Linked DNA regions of Rattus norvegicus: region 1 is linked to region 2. The links are chromatin contacts, called in public Hi-C maps. All regions are on one chromosome and are shown on one strand. The core of a region is the stretch at or near the end of the contact, and the rest is flanking DNA. Distances in the headings are between cores, read along the strand shown.

The links. Hi-C and Micro-C count contacts between places; a contact is called where the count stands out from the background.
Region 1: a contact with region 2 is called in a Hi-C map of kidney, with 2.1 times the contacts expected there. The contact joins the promoter of Apoa4 here to the enhancer-like site in region 2.

The regions. Positions count from the first base shown.
Region 1 is chr8:55,432,868-55,438,645 of GRCr8, forward strand. It overlaps Apoa4 (apolipoprotein A4), which reads left to right and starts at 2,912. Exons shown (of 3, transcript NM_012737.2): 1 at 2,912-3,052; 2 at 3,328-3,454; 3 at 4,137-5,293. The coding sequence starts at 3,004. The coding sequence ends at 5,136.
Region 2 is chr8:55,319,994-55,325,920 of GRCr8, forward strand. It overlaps Sik3 (SIK family kinase 3), which reads left to right. Exons shown (of 25, transcript NM_001271216.2): 3 at 3,178-3,241. Among named protein-coding and RNA genes, the nearest start is that of Apoa1, 100 kb to the right of the region's middle. Within about 2 kb of position 3,333, at least 4 of the 93 cell types and tissues checked have an H3K27ac peak or open chromatin away from gene starts, as enhancers often do. A contact at or near this core is called in kidney, where this site is marked.

The sequences.
Region 1 (5,778 bases), core at 1,662-4,161, 110 kb after region 2:
GCAGAGAACTTAGGTGTATGAACCCCACATAACAGCTGGCATCAGGTGATATCTTGGAACCTGGGCCCTGAGACAGTCCCTTCCAAAACACTTGTGCCCTCTCACCCATATGACTTGGACTTTAGGACAGTGTTCTTGGCTTACAGACCCAGTCCCATGGAGGAAGCAGCAGTGGGGGGGGGGGTGCCATAATTTCTCTTCCCGTTGCTATGATACAATATCCTGATAAAAAAGACAAAGCGAGGGGTTATCCTGGCTCCCACATGGGGAGTCGTGGTGGAGGGACTGTGAAGCACCCGGTCACGAGCCCTGAGATGCCAGTCCTCAGCTCAGCTTGGCTCCCCTCCTTCATTTTGTATAGTCTGGCATTCTTCGCCCAAAGACCCCTCTCTGAGGTGATTCAAGACTCGGTCAAATTGACAGTGTGGAAGATGTCCTGAATGTTTGGGCTGAGAACGGCTCTCAGGAGTGGACTGCCAGCCTGCCTCTGTTTGACTAACAGCAGGTTGGGTGGATAAGAGCCCCACGGCTCTACTCTGATCCTGTATGGGCGGACAGAGTAGGTACAGCTATCAGCCTTCCTGGCCATGAGCTGTGTATGAGCACAGGCAAGAAGACTGAATCAGACAGAGACTTGAGTGCCAAGACCCCTTGATCCTCTGTGGCCGAGGCTGGCTATAAGATCATCTGTTTTTTTTTCCCCCAGAAGCTGAGACATGGGGTTTTCATTTTGCCTCACCCCCTATGCCAATCACCAGCAGATGCATATGAAGTATGCCCCAGTGTTGGAGAAGTCAATACGCCGATTTATGACATGCCAGGAGACAGTACAGCCTCCCTGCAGGGGATGGTGCATCCGTGAGTGCTGGGCACACACATAGGCACGATGTCCCAGTCTCTTAGCTCAGAGCCAAGTTCTGTGCGCACAGACAACTCAGATATCTATGCATATCTCACAGTCCATCACTAGCAGCCACTCTTGAACAAACTTAGGTAACACAGGTCTCCTCAGGGAGGGTACGAATGGGCAAGCACCTCTGGACCTGTCTCACGCTGGTGGCACCTGGTACTCAGCCCTCAGGTCCAGGAGGTGGAGCTCTAGCTAAGGTGTCCTACGTGACTCATCCCCCATCGGTTCTGACCTTTGGGCCCAGCGTAGGCTGGACCAGGACCGATTAGGCAAAGCAAGATGAGGACCAATGGGTCAATGGTACAGAGAGACCAATTCTTTAGAGGCAAAGCATAGCTAATATTCAACGAGGAGAACCTACGGGGAGCCAGATTATCTCACAGAATCTTCACAGCCGAGATTCATCTAAGACCACTACAGCACACACTGTGTGGAATCCAGATGCAAACTCAGGGAGTCTACTCCAGAGCCTGAGCTCAGAAAACACAAAAGACCAACAAGATGACTCAGTGCACAAAGTCACCCAGCCTGATGACATCGGTTTAATGCCTTGGAAACCAAACGGTAGGAGGAGAGAACAGACCTCTCCCACTTCTCATCTGACCTCTATACTCACCCCCACCAAAAACTAGTAAATAAATAAAATTATTATTATTACTATTATTTCATTGTCATTATTTTTGGGTTTTTGAGACAGGGTTTCTCTGTGTAGCCCAAGCTTCCTGAAACTCACTTTGTAGACTAAGCTATCCTCGAACTCACAGAGACCCACTGGCCTCCACCTGAGTGCTGGGATTAAAGGCGTGGACCACCACACTTGCCATAAGTTATTTTTTTAAAACTCACTAAACATGGCTGCTCTAGGAAGGAGTGAGCTCCTGGCCACTGCAGGAGGCTTGAGAGGTGTGGGGAACACTGCAGTGTCATAGGGCCCAGCAGAGGAGGGCAGGTATCCAGCTGTCTTCGGTCTCATGAGACAAGTCAATCTGGACACATTTTTTAAGAAAATGGATGGCCACACAGCAAATCAGGCTGGCACAATTATGGTCTATTCTAATGGCTCTCATTTCATAAATGCTATCTTGTGGACAGCAGTTAATGGGACAATATGATGGATGGGTGTCATCATCTAGTCCCTGGTATGGTCCACTGAGGCTCCACTCAGACCACAGCCTGGCACCTTTCCTGTGGAGATCTTCTGCAACTATATGTGTGGACACATTTACAGTCTCAGTAGGAGATCAAAACATTCACTTTCCACAGCAGTGTAGTCTGTCACCTTCAGAGAGAGAGAGAGAGAGAGAGAGAGAGAGAGAGAGAGAGAGAGAGAGAGAGAGAGAGGTCATTCTGCATGGCTCCTGCATATAGCTGGGGACAGTGGGGCAGTAATCAAACCTTAGCCATCCCCACTCTCTCACTGCTGCCTCAAGCCCACTTGGTGACCCGCTGAGGGAAAGAGTGGCTCTCCCTCTGCCACTGTCAAGAGAGGATCGGGTTCTCCCCTACCTTCCTATCTCTGATGCACACAGAAAATCATTATCATTAATTTCAGCCCTTACTCTGGGCTAAGCTCCCTGAACCCATTTCCCAAGGACCACATAATTTAATATAACAAACTACACGTTGTTCAAAGAAGAAACTTGAGGCTTCAGATAACTAGACTGAGGTGACCCGGCTTGACCGCCATGAAACACAAAGCACATTTATGATTAACTCCTTTGATCCTGGGTTCTGCTCAGGGACTCCCCTAGACTCTCAGGCTGGTTCCTCCTGAAGCTTCTGGCCATCCTTCCCAGCTTCTTGTACAGGGCGGAGCCAACTCAACAAGACAGCTCCCCGAGGCTGCCTGTGTGCTGTCAGCATCCACGTTGTCTTGGGGTCATTAAAGTCCAAGAGGCCTCCTGGGAGTGTGTCACCTTCCAACGTGGAGTCACACTGGGGAGGAGGCGGGGAGAGAAGGCTGGAGGGGCTTTAAATGAGTGGCTGGCCTTGCCTGCCGTCAATCCTCACAGCGACACAGGTGAACCGTTTCTTCTGACGCTAGGAAACATCCAGTGTAGCTGGGGCTGTCCCAACCCAGTGAGGAGCCCAGGATGTTCCTGAAGGCTGTGGTGCTGACCGTGGCCCTGGTGGCCATCACCGGTGAGTAGACACTGCTCTCCAGCAGTTGTAGTTCATGAGAGGCAGCCAGAAAAGCCAGCTCTAGAACTCGTGGACAGCTCAGGGTGGCCTTGCGTTTGCCCAGCGGCTCACAAGGACTTTGTTCTCCCTGGCACCTGTGCTCCCTGAGTTATCCCAGGGATGGGGAAATGGGTTGCACTATCCCAACTCCAACATCATCCAGTTCAGAGCTGAGGCGGAGGGACCAGGAGAGAGATGCATCTTCATAAATCACTTGCCTTCTGCTCTCTGCCCAGGGACCCAGGCTGAGGTCACTTCCGACCAGGTGGCCAATGTGATGTGGGACTACTTCACCCAGCTAAGCAACAATGCCAAGGAGGCTGTGGAACAACTGCAGAAGACAGATGTCACTCAACAGCTCAAGTAAGTGGGATCAGACTGCGAGGCTAGGCCTTCTTGAAGCCCATAGCTGACCTCAGAGATGGGACACTGGCAAGATGGGACATCAGAGTCTTGCCTCTCCAGACCTAGATCCTGCCTATAAACAGGGAAGCTGGACCCAGGGACCCATCCCTGTAGTACCTTCCTATCTGCATGTGCTAGCGTTTGGTAAATGGTCAAATCCCATCACCAACTCTTGGTAGAAAGAGGAGAGAGACATGTCCCATAAGGACACGAGGTGCCTGTGCAATCAGGGGGAGGGAGGCTGGGATGTTTGGGGACCCTCTGAGCACATGCAAAGACATCAGACCCCGTGCCACTGGAAGACATGTGTTGCACAATGTGATCCTGTGCTGGGAGGGATGTCAAAGTCCAGTCCCATTCTTTATCCACAGGAAAGGAAAACAAAGTTCTCAAGTCACATGGTGGGCAGATAAGGATACAGAGGCTCAGCAGAAGCCTTGCAGATAAAACTCCAAAGTCGAACTAATCCTAAGAGATTTCCTGAAAGCATGGTCCATCCTGGGGGGTGGGGGGGGGCTACAGGGACAAGATGGAGGCCTCTGTTCCTGAGGACTCACTCCTGACCTAGGCAGGTGTATAAAGCTGAGTGTTCTACAAGTGTATTTAATGGTGCTTCCTTCTCTCTGTTCTTTCCTTGAAGTACCCTCTTCCAGGACAAACTTGGGAACATTAACACCTATGCCGATGACCTGCAGAACAAGCTGGTGCCCTTCGCCGTTCAACTGAGTGGACATCTAACCAAGGAAACAGAGAGGGTGAGGGAAGAGATCCAGAAGGAGCTCGAGGACCTACGGGCCAACATGATGCCCCATGCCAACAAAGTGAGCCAGATGTTCGGGGACAACGTGCAGAAGTTGCAGGAACACCTGAGGCCCTATGCCACGGACCTGCAAGCTCAGATCAACGCACAGACCCAGGATATGAAACGCCAGCTGACCCCCTACATCCAGCGCATGCAGACCACAATACAAGACAATGTGGAAAACCTGCAGTCCTCCATGGTGCCCTTTGCCAACGAGCTAAAGGAAAAGTTTAACCAGAATATGGAAGGGCTCAAGGGGCAACTAACCCCCCGTGCCAACGAGCTGAAGGCCACGATCGACCAGAACCTGGAAGACCTGCGCAGCAGACTGGCCCCTCTCGCGGAGGGTGTGCAGGAAAAACTCAACCATCAGATGGAAGGCTTGGCCTTCCAGATGAAGAAGAACGCTGAGGAGCTCCAGACCAAGGTCTCCACAAATATCGACCAGCTGCAGAAGAATCTGGCCCCGCTGGTGGAAGATGTGCAAAGCAAGCTGAAAGGCAACACGGAAGGACTGCAGAAGTCTCTGGAAGACCTGAACAAGCAGCTGGACCAGCAGGTGGAGGTGTTCCGGCGTGCTGTGGAGCCCCTGGGGGATAAGTTCAACATGGCTCTGGTGCAGCAGATGGAGAAGTTCAGGCAGCAGCTGGGCTCCGATTCGGGGGACGTGGAAAGCCACTTGAGCTTCCTGGAGAAGAACCTGAGGGAAAAGGTCAGCTCCTTTATGAGCACCCTGCAAAAAAAGGGGAGCCCAGACCAGCCCCTAGCCCTCCCCCTCCCGGAGCAGGTTCAGGAACAGGTCCAGGAGCAGGTGCAGCCCAAACCTCTGGAGAGCTGAGCTGTCCCTGGTGTCCTCGGCCCATCACAGCAGCAGACACCTGCCCTGCCCCACCACCTGTCTGTCACTCTGTTCCCAAGCACTTCTCGTACCAGCTTGAGGACACATGTCCTGTGGGTGACGATACCTCCTCTCGTTACTCAATAAAGCATCTGAGAAATTAACCCTGTTGGGTCGCCGTATGATTCCTTGGGGGGCTGGCCTGAGGTGGGGAGGAAATTGATGCTTGGCAAAGCCGGGCAGTATCAGATGTGGACTGGGGGACATAGGGGTGGGGCAGGCAACGAGCCTGCGGGTGGATCAGGGGGTTGGCGTGCTAGAGAGGCGAACACAGAAAAGATGCCCCTCTATCAGAAAACAAAACACACATCCCACTTACAGCTGTTTAGCCAGCAAACAGTTATCAAGTGCCCTTGAGGTTCCAGTGGAGCACCAGTCAAATCAGTCTTCCTGTCACTGTGTCCCTGGGTTACATGCTGACAGGGACACCTGGAGGGCAGCAAGACATAGTCCCTGACTTTGAAGAGTTTACTGTATGGCAAGTCCCTTCTTGTATGTGCTGTGCCTTTGAACTTATTTATACAAAAGTAAGTCACTCTACTGCACTGTAAACTATTCGGGTTTGCTTGGGAAATTTCTCCA
Region 2 (5,927 bases), core at 2,083-4,582:
CTTTTGATAATTTGGAGGTACCCAGTATCACAAGAAGATTTCTGTGGTAGTTTTCTTACCTTCCTAAGAAGCAAGCCTGCTTTGTACCACCATCAAACACTTATGGCAAAAGAAATGCATCTCTTGGGTGGAATGTCAGACTGACCAGGAGGCTACCAATGGTGGAGGAGATATTTTGGGGAGAGGTAGGGTTTCTCAGATTACAGTGTGTTGAGTGTGTTCATCCAGCTTGCTCTCAGCTCTGCTGCAGAAGTCATCCCCAGAGCTGAGGGAAGCGTGCTCACTGCTGAGTCTGCAGTAGACGTCTCCTGACCCGGGTGTGTGTGAGGCTGAGGAAGCACGCCGGCACTATGGCAGACTTGCAGAGCAGGCTGATCTCTATGGAAAAGCATGTAGAGAGGCATGGGTGGTTAAGCCTGCAGCTGTAGCTCCCTTCTGGAGTCAGCTGCTCACAAGGTGAAATGAGTTCCGTCAGTCAGACCTGTTGAAACGTATCACGGTAAACGATGTTGGCAAAAGCTACCTTCTATAAGAAGCAAATTTAGATTCTCCCTGGGCTGTCTGAAGGCCCTGCACAGTGAGGGGCAGGTCTTATCCTTGGCTTCTTGCCTGTCTTGGTGGAGTGAATGAAACTGAGTGTTTTTTCCCATGTTTATTTTGTTAATTTGTTCTTACTCTGTAGCCCAAGCTGGTCTCTCACTTATAACCCTTCTACCTCAGCCTCCCAGACTGCTTGGGACTAAAGGTGTGCATGGCCACTCCAGCAACTGAATAAGCAAGGACTCACCTTTTAAAGTAAGGCATGCTAAAGTAATTGCGGGATTCAGGATGACCTGCGGGATGACAGGAGGAGGCTTTGTCCTGCAGAATTTATGATTAAGTTTCCGATCCTGCGAGATTTATGATCAGATCCTTCAAGCTGGCCTATTGTGCCGAGAGTTGATTATTTGCCTTCTCCAGCTGTGACTTCGACCCAGCTTTCTTTGAGTTTGTTTTTATTTTGCTTTTGGGGACTAGAATTGTTAACAGGATTCTGAGCTACCAGAATGCAGGACTAGCACGTGTGATCAGGGAGTTTTCAGGGCTGTCTCCTCAGAGTTTTAGAGCGAGCAAATGTGAATAACCTACCAGAGACAACAGTTCTGAGTCCCTGAGAAGTTTAATAGCAAAAGAACGTTTGCAGCTAATGAGAGTTAAGAAAAGGGAGGGATTCAAAGGAAACTCACAATACAATATTTCTCTAAGTATCTGCAATATATTTAATATAGAACATTTTTGTCAAATAAGTGAATTATGGACAGGTCTCTCACAGCAGTTGTTGTGTCGAAAGGACATAGCTATTTTGCTTGAAGATGAACTTAAAATGTATTCATATGATGGATTATTCTAAAGCCATTAAAAGGAAAGGCAGGCATGGTAGAACATGTCTGTAGTCACAATACTTGGGAGGCTAAGACAGGATTACAAGTAGAGCCCAGACTGGACTGTGTAGTGAGTTTCATATTAGCGTGGTGTTTAGTAAGTTCCTCTCTCAAAAACAACTCTCCCAACCAACCAATAAACACGCATATGCACGCACACACACACACACACACACACACACACACACACACACACACACCACCACCACCACCAAACCCCTTAAACATGTTACCACTCTACACATATGTGGTGTTGATGTTTAAAGATAAAAAAGAAAGCAGCCAGCAAGCAGTATAATTAATGAACCACATGTACTAAAAGTGTGGGTCTGAGAGCTTGAGAGACTGTTCTTCTAGAGGTCCAGAGTTCAAGTCCCAGCAACTATATGGTGGCTCACAACCATCTGTAATGGGATCTGATGCCCTCTTTTAGTGTGTCTGAAGACAGCTACAGTGTACTCATGTACATTAAATAAACAATGGCCAAAGTGACTGAGGAACTAAACTTTTAAAAGAATTTCTTTTTAAATTTATTATATGTATTTGTGTTTTGCCTGAATGTCTGTGCATATGGATGTTCGATTACCTGGAACTGGAGCTACATACAGTTACACACTGCTATATGGATGCTGAGAATTCAACCTAGATCCTTAAGAACAACCAATGCTTTTGTAACCCCTGAGCCATCTCGCCAGCCCTAATGTAATTTATTTTAACTTAAGTTCATTTTAAGTAAAACTCAAACAGTCTAAAATTGTTTTATGATTATTAAAAGGATAATGCTTGGGCTGGAGAGATGGCTCAGTGGTTAAGAGCACTGACTGTTCTTCCAAAGGTCCTGAGTTCAAATCCCAGGAACCACATGGTAGCTCATAACCATCTGTAATGAGATCTGATGCCCTCTTCTGGTGTGTCTGAAGACAGCTACAGTGTACTTATATATAATAAAACTTTTTTAAAGGATAATTCTTTAGGCATATGAAGGTAAACGGCGACCATTGTTTCTGACTTCTGTTTTAAATTGTGGCCTTAGACAACATGGGCACTACAGCTCGGTTGTGTTCATCCCAACATCCTTAGGGAGATGCCCAGTGCTAAGTATAAGTGTCTCTGTGAGAATGGGTGTAGATAGGAGATAGAAGCCTTTGGTCTTTGGTTTACACAGTAGGTGCTTAAAATGTTTACAGCTATCCTGACAAATTCATACATGAGTTTGGCAAAAAACAAAACAGTGCTCACTGTGGATTTTTAAAAAGTTGTGAGTAGACTGGACAAATGAAATACACATAAATGAATTACATTATTGAAAGGTATTTTATGGGATACAGTATTGATTGATAGTTTATGGGACCCCTCCTTTTATGAACAAATGGTTCATAGAAGAATTCACATTTCTATTTAGAAATCAAATCCTGTGTGGTTTCTGGATGTTCCTTGATGACACAATGTTTTCCCTAAGGCTCTCCCACTGGGCTGGTGATGTGTGAGGAGAGCCTTGAGTTGTAATTGAGGTTGAAATTGAACTTTTTCTAGTTCTTAGCAACGTCTTTGCTTCTCAGCTTATTGGATTACAGAGACCTGGGGACAAAGAGGACCATGCCTCTGAAGCAGTAAATGTTCCCATTTCCCCTTCCTCACAATGCTATGTCCCCTCCCATGTGTTGTGCCCTTTAAGGAGGGCTGTTACCATCAGAGACAATGGTTCTGCTGGACCAGCCGGCCACCTGTGTCACATCACTGTCTTGCCTTTGCACAGGTCATGGAGACAGAGCGCATGATTTACCTGGTGACAGAATACGCTAGCGGAGGGGAGATATTTGGTGAGTACCTTCACTGCATCCTTTAAACAACCCTTAAGTACACTATGCCAACCCAGAGTAGCTGTCCTGTGTCTCAGCTGTCCTGATGCTGCCCTCTGTGCCATCATGGTAATTTCAGGTTTTGGTTTGTTTGTTTAGCCAGTTAAACCCCTCCACTGTGTTTATTCTTGAGCAAAGGTGTTTTGTTTGCTCTAGTTAGATGTTAACAGTTGAGATAAAAGATTTCAAAACCAAATATTCCTGCCAGTCATGTGACTGGGTCTTTTCTGTTGCCAGGCTGTAGCTGAGTTTGCCAGGAGTGATGGAGATCCCTCATGTGTGGGAGCCCCTGGTGTGATGTGAGGAAGGGCCCCACCTTCTTAACCTTTGTTTAAATATATCTTTGAGACCTGTACCTTGCTGTGTGCACAGTCCCCCAATGGCTCTGATCATCTGCCTCCGGTAACTGCTGTTTCTTCTTGACTTGACCTTTGTACATCATGAGATCTTGACCTTTGTACATCATGAGATTTAGTTCCAGGCAAACCTCACTTGGACTTGGTAAAAACTAAAGCAAGAATTCTCTGTGCTGACAGCAATTAACACTACCAAATAGAGGTAAAAGGCAGATTGTGAAACTTAAATTCCTGTCTTTTATAAGAACCAGTACTAATTTACAATACATTTAGAAGTATATCACTTTTCTTACCAATTTATTTATTCACTTTATCTCCTGATCACAGCCCCCTACCTCCTTACTCCCATCCAACCCTTATAAATCCCCCCATTATCCCCTCCCCTTCTCCAAAGGGAAGGCCATCCTTGTGTACCACCATGCCCTAGGACATCTAATAGAAGCAGGACTAAGTTCATCCGTTCCCATTGAGGTGTCACCCGGCAGTCCAGCTAGAGGAAGGGGACGGGTCCGATGGCAACTTAGTCACAAACAGCCCCTGCTTCAGTTATTCGGGGACTCACATGAAGACCAATCTGCACATCTGCTAGAAATGTGTATGGCACCTAGGTCAGCCCTGCACACGCTGTGTTTGGTGGTTCAGTCTCTATAAGCTCCTAGGACCCCAGTTAGTTGCCGTTGTAGATCTTGTGGGATTGCCCAGTTCTGTGTCCCACTCTTCCACAAGACTACCAGGGCTGCTTCTATTGTTTGGCTCTGGGTCTCTGCATCTGTTCCATCAGCTGTGGATGAGGTCTCTCAAAAGACAGTTATGCTAGGCTCCTGTCTGTAAACATAGCAGAGCATCATTAATAGTGTCAGAAGTTGGTCTCTCTCATGAAGTGGGTCTCATCTTGGACCAGTCATTGATTGGCAGTTCCCTTAGTCTCTGCTTCATCTTTTTCCCTGCACATCTTGTAGGCAGGACATATTTTGGGTTGAAGGTTTTGTGAGTGAACTGATGACTTCCTCCGTCCACTGGAGGAAGTTCTGTCTGACTACAAGAAGTGGCCATTTCAGCCTTTATATCTCCAGTTGTTTGGGAGTCTTAGCTAGGATTACCCCATAGACTCCCAGGAGACTTTGCACCTTTAAAGTAGACATTCCTCTTAATTAATAGCTATGTGGTGTGGTGTGAAGTGCTTGTATGTGCATTTGTAGGCTAGGCCAGACATGGTGATGCATACCTTAATTCTAGCACTCTGAGTACAGAAGCAGCAGGATCAGCCTGATGTATATAATAAGTTCCAGATCAGCCAGGGCTACATAGAGGAACCTTGTCTCAAAAAAACCCCAATGAATTTTTTTTTTCAGAAAAAGTATCATTGTCACTTCTATTTCTCCTTTAATGGAGAACCAAGTACAATGCTCAAAGAGATACTTCAATTCAAAGAAATTGGCACATTAAAATCTCAGAATAATAATATTGTATATCAAGAATGTAGTGTAGGCTTTTAGTGCACATGATAATTCCGTGCCTATCAGTTATTTTGAAGGTGATGTCTCCATATCAAGACACTGATTTTCCCTCCATGAAGAAATCTCATAGAACACAAACATGGAGATCTACATGTATTTTAAACCAGGAGAATGCAAGCTGTGAAGTCTGTACAGGAGTACAACTGTGCCATACCAAACACAGACGTCGTCTTTCTGGTTTAATGAGTCCATAGAGTGGAGAATAGAAGCATGTCAGAGACTAGGAAAGAGAAGTCACCTGATGCGGCTGGGGAATACATGGAGGCCTGACAACCAGGCACACGCTTCACTGAAACTGCTTCACTTTGGGCCACAAATGTACACAAAAGCAAGTGGACAACTTTTGTTACCTAACGCCTTTTATAAGCTTTGCTCTGAAAGGAAGCAAAGCATTTCTGAAGCCATGAGCAGTCTGTTAGCCATGTCATGGTAAGACCTTTGTTCATAGAGAGGCGCTGATAGCCTTAGAATAAAAGAGCCTGGCTCATCCTAATGTTCCTGACGTTCTGAGCAAACGCTGCATGTGGCCTGCTTTGGGAACGCAGTTCTTTTCTGATTGATTTTTCAAGGCAGGTTTTCTCTGTGTAGCCTCAGCTATCTTGGAACTCACTCTGTAGGCCAGGCTGGCCTCAAATTCATAGCAATCCACCTGTCTCTGCCTCTGAGTGCTGGGATTGATGACAAGTGCCACCATGCCTGGCAAGAAAACAGATCTTTAAAGGAAAGATAAGAGTCATTTTGGTCGTAGCCCCTTTGTGTATATGCAGCACTAGT